2 separate regions of the Mus musculus genome follow, and region 2 is linked to region 1. The links are chromatin contacts, called in public HiChIP or PLAC-seq maps. All regions are on one chromosome and are shown on one strand. Each heading gives the region's core, a stretch centred on a gene start, on an enhancer-like site or on the middle of the called end of the contact. The rest is flanking DNA. Distances are from core to core; before and after follow the strand shown. Region 1 overlaps Vti1a (vesicle transport through interaction with t-SNAREs 1A). Region 2 overlaps Vti1a (vesicle transport through interaction with t-SNAREs 1A).

What was found. HiChIP or PLAC-seq counts read pairs in DNA pulled down with a chosen protein or histone mark.
Region 2: a contact with region 1 is called in an HNF4G HiChIP or PLAC-seq map of pancreatic cancer cells. The contact joins two enhancer-like sites. A contact is called at or near these places in 1 of 15 datasets of contacts at CTCF or cohesin (pro-B cells), 2 of 484 Hi-C or Micro-C datasets (the N1E-115 cell line and nephron progenitors) and 3 of 115 datasets of contacts at active chromatin or transcription factors (embryonic stem cells, fibro-adipogenic progenitors and pancreatic cancer cells).

Annotation. Positions count from the first base shown.
Region 1 is chr19:55,422,763-55,426,387 of GRCm38.p6, forward strand. All of the region lies in intron 5 of Vti1a (vesicle transport through interaction with t-SNAREs 1A), which reads left to right. Among named protein-coding and RNA genes, the nearest start is that of Vti1a, 110 kb to the left of the region's middle. Within about 2 kb of position 1,954, at least 124 of the 459 cell types and tissues checked have an H3K27ac peak or open chromatin away from gene starts, as enhancers often do. A contact at or near this core is called in pancreatic cancer cells, where this site is marked.
Region 2 is chr19:55,568,437-55,572,504 of GRCm38.p6, forward strand. The region is part of intron 7 of Vti1a (vesicle transport through interaction with t-SNAREs 1A); the gene reads left to right. Among named protein-coding and RNA genes, the nearest start is that of Gm41871, 130 kb to the right of the region's middle. Within about 2 kb of position 2,150, at least 63 of the 459 cell types and tissues checked have an H3K27ac peak or open chromatin away from gene starts, as enhancers often do. A contact at or near this core is called in pancreatic cancer cells, where this site is marked.

The DNA.
Region 1 (3,625 bases), core at 704-3,203:
TATCATGGTAATGGCACCTGTTAGAGGTGTGATACAAAAGCAGTGACAGGCAGTGTAATTTAGTAATTGTGGCCATTGTACCGAGTGACTGGTCAGTTCACCAGGCAAGTACAAAGGAGGCAGTGTTACGGCAGAGCAGGGGTGGGCAAGCCTAATAGAGAGAGTTAGTTGTGTACTGAAAGAGACTTTTGGTGGAGGGCTAACTCCCAGGGGGCAACTTAGAATGAGTTGAAAAGAACGAACAGAATACAAAACTGGTACAGGTTTTCCTATTTCAGCTCTTAAAGTGACAGACGACTTACATGGATGCACATTGGCAGGACTTTTTCTTGCTGCCAAAATAACTTATTTTTTTTCCCTCCTAGAATACCCAAAGTTGCCTGTCATTTGGCAGTCACATATAATGTACTCTTGTCTTCTACTGTCTGTAAAGCATACTGTGTGAAAGTTCACGCTGAGCTTTCAGAGCGGCAGATGTACTGAGGTTTGAACAGACTGCTTGCCTACGGTCCACAGCATATTTGAAGAACACATAGGTTAGCCCAGATAGAAGAGACAGGAACATGTATATCCTTGGCTTTATTGGTCCTGCCTGCTCACCACAACCTCATTATTATTAATTATCATAGAGGATTTTGCTACTACTACCAAGCGTCTACCGTGGCTCCCTTGCCATGTCTGCTGTGCCTGGGCGTGTGCGTGTGTATGGTGCAGCAGCTCCCTTGCCTGTGCCAGCTTGCTCCCCTCCGTTCTTTCATACAACTCAGTAGTGATTGACAGTAGGGTGAGCTTCTCAGGCTGTGTACTAAGCACATCGTACAGCCAAGCACTTCTCCCTCGTGCTTCTGCATCAACCTGTGGGCTACGGCAGAGCCTCTGCCCTTTTCAGCAGGTGGGAACAGAGGTTCATAGGGGTCTGTAGCTCTTGTCTAGCAAGTTGGACTGACATCTTCACACTATACATTTATATAGAGAATTTTCTATAGGAGAAGGTTATACATAGAAAGAAATGTCTGTGCAGTAACAGTACAATTAATTCCATAGAGTTTTGAAAGAAAGTGACCATGATATATTGATATTGGATGAGTTTTGATAGCAGACTTACCCAAAATAGTCTAGAATGCTATCGTAGGCTGGTTCTTCATTTCAACCCACCAGTAATATTCCTAAGAGGGACTGCTTGACTCTTTCTTTTCATTATATGTGGGCCAGCTTATACAGAATATAGAACCTTGCTGCGAGCCAGGCCAGTGTTAAATAAGGGACACACACAGGAAAATGGGCGCCACAAAATGCTGACTCACACCTCTTAGCTTGTGTAAGTGGTGCCGCCAAAGTCCTCAGCGTGAATGGGCGAGGTACGTGGCTGCTCTGAGTCACAGTAACAGGACTTTGGCCATCAGCCCATTGGAACAGACATTCTGCTTACAAGGATGCCAGCCATAGAGCACTGGTGTGAAAGTTAAAAAGCCGTCTGCTTTGACTGAACTGAGCAGCATTGCAGCTTGGTACTTATGTTTGTGCCAGTTTGGCATCTGAACACTCTTCACAGGGGGGAAAAAAAAGATAACACTTTTGTCATTTTCGTGTGATTTGGCAAGGTGGAATATTCTTAAGGTGTAAATGTACTTCCTCCGTTTCCCAGAAAGGACCCCAGAGCTACCCACTGGGAATGATGCAGGGTTTTATATATGGTATCAGGCTTTTCACGGATGAGTGTGTGTGTGTGTGTGTGTGTGTGTGTGTGTGTGTGTGTGTGTGTGTGTGTGTTTGTTTTTTTGGGAGGGTCTGCTTTTTTTATCATGCCATGCCAGTTACTTTGGGACCATTAGCATATTGACTTCCTTTATGGGAACAGTTTTCTGAGGCTCAGACCAGGCTCATTGCACAGAGTGGGCACTGGGCACCGGCCGCAGACAGAGCTGAGCTGGAGGTCAGTACTCCAGCCTGCAGACTGCACACGGGCTTCCTGGGAGGCAGAGGTCAAGGATGTGGCCACAGGCCTGTGTGTCCATCAGCCCTGTTTGTGTACACTATATAAATGGTAATGTGCATAAACACCGCCCTCTCGCACTGCATAATTATATTGATTGCTGAAAAACAAAAACAAAAACAAAAAAAACCAGAAACACCAGAAACCGACCAAAATATCACAAGATGCTATTTCTAACACAACTTTGCTCTTTCTAGCTAAGTGTAGACACTTTTTTTTTTTTCCTTTAAAATTATGTGTTCTTGTTTCAAGCATTTGGATGATGCAAAACAGATTCTGTGGCAATGTTCTTTTTGCAGCCGGAAGTTATCCAGGTGAGCTCTGCGCCTCTCCCAGACTGATGCTTATTCCAGGTCTTTTCTGTTACTGGTGTGAACTTGTTTCATTTAAAAAAAAAAATCTAAAAAAAGTAAAATAAATTAAATAAAAAATAATTCAAATGACTTCTAAGGACAGCTAATTTTTGAAATTTGAGGGTTTTTTTTTTAAATGATTAGTCAAATTTAATAAGCATCAGTGAGCATTATTGTTTTTTTCTGCTTGGCTCCGAATGAAGCTGATTTCTAACAGAGACTTAGTGAGTTTTTCAGCCAAATAAAGTAAAGGCTCATTCTGAGATGTGTGCGACCCTTAATCCCAGCAGCCAAGGATGAAGTCCTCCTCAGTCTCCTACCCCAGCTTCCTCACACCCTGCTGGCCTTTGCTTCTCCCTTTGCTGCTCACCGAGCCCCCACCTCAGAGACAGCTCAGCAGTCAGACAGTCACATACAGCAAGGCTCCAGAGCCCGAAGCCGCAGCTCCCAGTCCCTCGCCTCCTGCACCCCCATTTCACACATCCTGCTATTACAGCACTTAGGTTCAGGGTAGCCACTGCTGATTTGTGTCGGCTAAAAATGGCCTGTGGTTTTTTAGGAGCAAACATCTTATTCTTCTACAGACGTTGACATTTGAGCTCAGAACCTCCACATCCATAACGTTAGCTTGTTTTTTCGTGGCTGTCTGGGGTAGTGCTCCCACTGTTTGTCTGTGACGTTCGCTCATAGGTGCTCAGGTTGGCAGCAGAGTGGCATCTGTGTTTGATGTGTTCTGACACTATTGGTGGAGTACTCACTGCTTTTCAAAGCAATAAAAATCAGTTGTCATGAGAATACTCAAATACAATTTAAGAGAAAGTTATTATTTTTCTAATTTGTGGTATCTTTATAACATATTTAAGTTTTTGTAGCTCTATAAATATTCCGATTAAACACTGGTTTCCCAAAATTCACCTAACAAGTTAAGACTTAGTATGCCCTTACCCTTGTTGTTCTCAATCACCATGGCTAGAGGCATGCTAAAGGCATGCAGTCTATATATTCTCTGCCCCGTAGGAGCTTATAACGTGGGCTGGAACGATAGCTCAGTAGTTAAGGGTACTTGCTGCTTTTGAGAGGACCCGAGTTCAATTCCAAGCACACACACTGCAATTCACCAGCTTCCCTAACTCCAGTTGCCTGTGCCTTCTTCTGACCTCCACGGGCACCAAACACAAACATGGTTCATGTACATATATGCAGCTATAATACCCAAACATTCAATAATATACAAGAAGGAAAGTGTTAAATATCAGACTAAGAGCTGAGGTGGAGACTA
Region 2 (4,068 bases), core at 900-3,399, 150 kb after region 1:
CTTTCCATTGCTAAGCACGGAGCCAGGGTTTTAGTCACAGACCTCCTCGTGGCTGCCTCAAGCACTTGCTCTTCCTGCTCTCCCCACATAGGTCCGGTGCCTGCTTTCCAGCTGTGCCAGACATCACAGTGGGTAACCACTTCCAACCCAAGATGGCTAGCAGTGTTTTCCCAAAAGCTATGCATACCAGGATTCCCACTGTATCCAAAACTGACTACCCTACCTTCATTTCCCCTTACCCGGGTTCCCAGGAAGACCACAACAGACACAACAATCCTAACAACATAAAGCAGAGACTTCATGGAGGGTTGGGGTGGCGGCAGCGGCGGCGGTAGGGTGGTGGGAGGGGTCAACATATTAAGACCTTGCAGCTGATAGATCTTATTTTCACAAGGTTTACAAAAATATATAAGCAAATGAACATAGTGCCAGAGTATAACTTTAATTTTTTTTCAAATCCTACTTTTAATGATGGTTCTTATACACTTTAACCTCCCTTCTAGCCCACCACCCACCAGAGGTAATGAAAAAGAATGGGGGAGAACCTACAGTTGGGCATAGGCCTCTGTCTGTCCCCAACATCCAGAAAATACAGTAAAAACCTCCTAGTTTTATTCTAGACTGGCTAAGAGTCATGGTTTGGAAATGGTGGGACGCTCCTCACAAGATGGGGCTGGCCAGCCAGGTTCTGCTTTCAGTACATTGTCACCTGCAGAAGAATGGCTTTCTGTCTGATAAGCCCTCCATGTCTGCAAGCCCCTGCTGCACACACGGGCGGAACTGTCTCACTCAGAACAAGCGTGTTTACCAAACAGGAGGTAAAGCATCTTGCAAGCCCCCTTGTTCCCCAAGAAAGACAGGATAAGGGAAGTGGCAGAGCCGTGATAGGAAAGGGATTTTTCACACTACAGAGTGTGAACTGATAAGCCCAACCCTCACCTCCCAGCCAACAGTCACGGAGCAAGTGTGACTTGGCTTCTCATTTTATAATGGAAAAGTGTCCTGGGGAAAGGAAAATTCAGAAAGTCAGCAGTCACTGCTCTCATGAGTGATGGCTCTGACCTCGGCTGTGCTCGACTTTCCTACTAAAGAAACCAAGGGGTCACTTTCTCATAGTCCTGAAATAGAAGGTTGCATGATAAAAATGCATTAATCATAATAGTCCCATTCTTAGCAAGACTGAGTCCCTGCGACAACACGTTTACATTGCTTATCTCCTTTGACCCCCCCCCCCCCACACACACGACCCCTCTGGTGCTATTTCATTTTATATCTGAACAGTCGGAGAGTTTCATGGCCATCTGGGCTGCCTGACCACAGAGCCACCAAGGGGCCGAGTCCAAGCTTGAATCAAGACAGACAGTCTGCACTTGACTCACTAATACAGAGAAGTCCGTCCGCGTCCTCCTCCAGCCTCCTTCCTGGGATGCTTCCTGGCCTCCAAAGCTCCCCTGAAAGGAAAATGCTCAGAAACACTCTCGGACGGTCCTCACCTTGTGTGCGGGGCCCCGAGGGCCGCTGCTTTGTCATTTACCACAGAAACTTTGCTAGCTGTAGTTGCCTTGTTCTCCTTTTCTCTTGTGACACCTAGAATAAAACTAGAGACTATTAGTCAGGGATCAAAATAAATATCGGTCACGGCAGCCTTGGGTTGGGCCTGATTGTTCTTTGTTCCTCCTTAGAGGCCTGGGTTAGCTGAGAGGAAGTGCTTCAAAAAAAGAGTACATGAGAACCTGGGTTCCTACGGAGTAGCTGAGCTCAGGCACTGCCACCTACACAGGCGCACAGGACCCCCTGTGTGGTGTCCGTCGACCTCACCGTTTCACCAGGCTGCTCTTTGAGAAGCTCCTAGGAAATGCAGGCACAGTGGCTCTCCAGTACCCAGACTGCAGTTTCCCTGAACCAATACCTTCCTATGTAGAGGATGTGATAGGCCAAGACAACAAGAGGGGACCTAAGGAGAATAACATGCCCCCGTGCCTCATTTCATATGTTGAGAAACTGAGGCCAAAGAAGAACAAGGGACTTATTGAAGGCCACCAGGCTAACTGAGGTAGACTCTATGCTAGGATCTCTTCCAAAGTACCCTTCCACTGCAGACAGCTGACATGTCTGCCTTGGGGCAACATCACCCACACAGGTCCTTCCCATGGCACATCCGCATGCACCGTGTAGCTTAGTCATCCAGTAATTCCCTTCAGGGTTGCATGAGAACTTTGCTTGGAGAAGACTGGCTGCCAGAGAGGCTGAGCCCTTTTGTCTCAGGTGGTTAGTTTCTCAGTGGAGGGCAATAAAAGCTCTTTCCATCAGTTCTGTTTCATTTGTACAGTGGGTGACTCACTCACTTACAGGAGTGCTGGTTAGCGTGTGTGTGTGTGTTCCCTGAGCCAACCTGGATTTCTTCAAACTCATGGTCCATGGCAGAGACGCAGGGACGCTCTCACTGCTCACTAAGCTTTGTTTCTTGTCCTGAGAACAAGTAGCCTGGGTGACGGTGCACAGGGACATCACCCACAAAGGACGCCTGCTTCTTCTGAGGCACCTTGGTGAAGTAAATGCACTTGGAGAGGGGTGGAAAAACTGAACTGTTGATATCAGTCTGTCTCTGCCAGGGGAATATATTTTAGGAAATGCTTTTATCTTATGTGCTTTAAATATATCCCTAGCCTTGGAGTTAGAGTTAACTCACTCAACTTCCGTGTGACCCAATTACTACAAAGACCAGTCTTGACTGTTGCATAAAATGGCCAAAGTTGACTCATTTTCTGGTGGTATAAGTCTGCCTGGCTTTATTTTTTTTAAACTAAATACTACTAATTGATGGCCCGAGAACAGTGTGGCACTTCTGATCCAGTTCTAAGTCGTGTAGGAAGCAAGCAAGGAACTCTTAGGCAGACACACAGGCAGAGGTCCACGGGCCTGTCTGCAGATTTGTCACAAGGGCCACCAGGTGCTGCCACCTCCACAGCTTCTCACCAACACATTTTGCTCTGTAGTCACATGACTCAGAAAAGCTGCATTCCTTGAAAAGAGAAGTTGAAGATGGAGCAGGCCAAGCCTGTCAAAACTCGCACACCACATTCCACCGTGCAAATGCTCCTCAACTGAGGCCCTTCGTAATGTGAAAATATCACAAATCAAAATGTACTTAATACACCCATCCGATCCAGGGAGCCTCCAGCCTAGGGGCAGGCCGCGCCGTAAGTTGGTAGTTTCCCCTCTTGATATACAGTGCTGACTCAGCTTACTGCTGAAAGGAATGCATAGTTCACATCAGGGTTTGCAGTCAGTTTCTGCTAAGAGTGTCTCTCTTCTAACCATTGTCTCATCAGGATTGCAAGTGAAGCCATCACCTGGCAGGGGCCACCTGAACCCACCTGCATGCACTGAGCAGTGCTTAGCCCTTGACGGGAATGTGTGGAAGCCATGGGAGAGATGCAAGCTGGGGGATGACCCTGGGTTCCTGGACAGCTTACTGGAGGGTTTGTGTTGTCTCTGCTTCACTCTGTGGGTGTATCTGTACCTCAGAGCTGAGAACATAGTCAAGGGAGAAGACATTTAAGGAACCAGGTGGTGGAGACTGCACAAAGCCTGCCTCACAGGCATGCTCCCCAAACACGACGCTTTTGAACAAACAAAAATACATTAGGAAGTGAGGGACCTGGGTACCAATACTCATAAGCTTCAGCTGCAATGTGTTCTGCAGACCTCAAGAAAAACCCCTGTGAGGTACTGACAAGAGGCTGGACACCAGGCCATTCTCAGCAACACTAGAAAAACAAGAACTCAGAAGTAAATATTCACCAGCTGCGAAGGAAGGCTCACCCGCTAGAATACTGTATACCAAAAGTAAATAGGCACAGCCTAAAGCTACCGCCAATTCAAGACCACTCAGCGTTGCGCACATACGGGATGGCACACTTGTAGATTCATAAGTGTGTAGTAAAACTATTAAAACAGGAGCAAAACCACTCCTTTCCAGCTAGTGGAGAGAGAGGGGCGGAGGCGGGGGGGTGGGGTGGGGGGGGAGGGCGAGCGCACCAACTGCACTGGTAACACATTCATTCT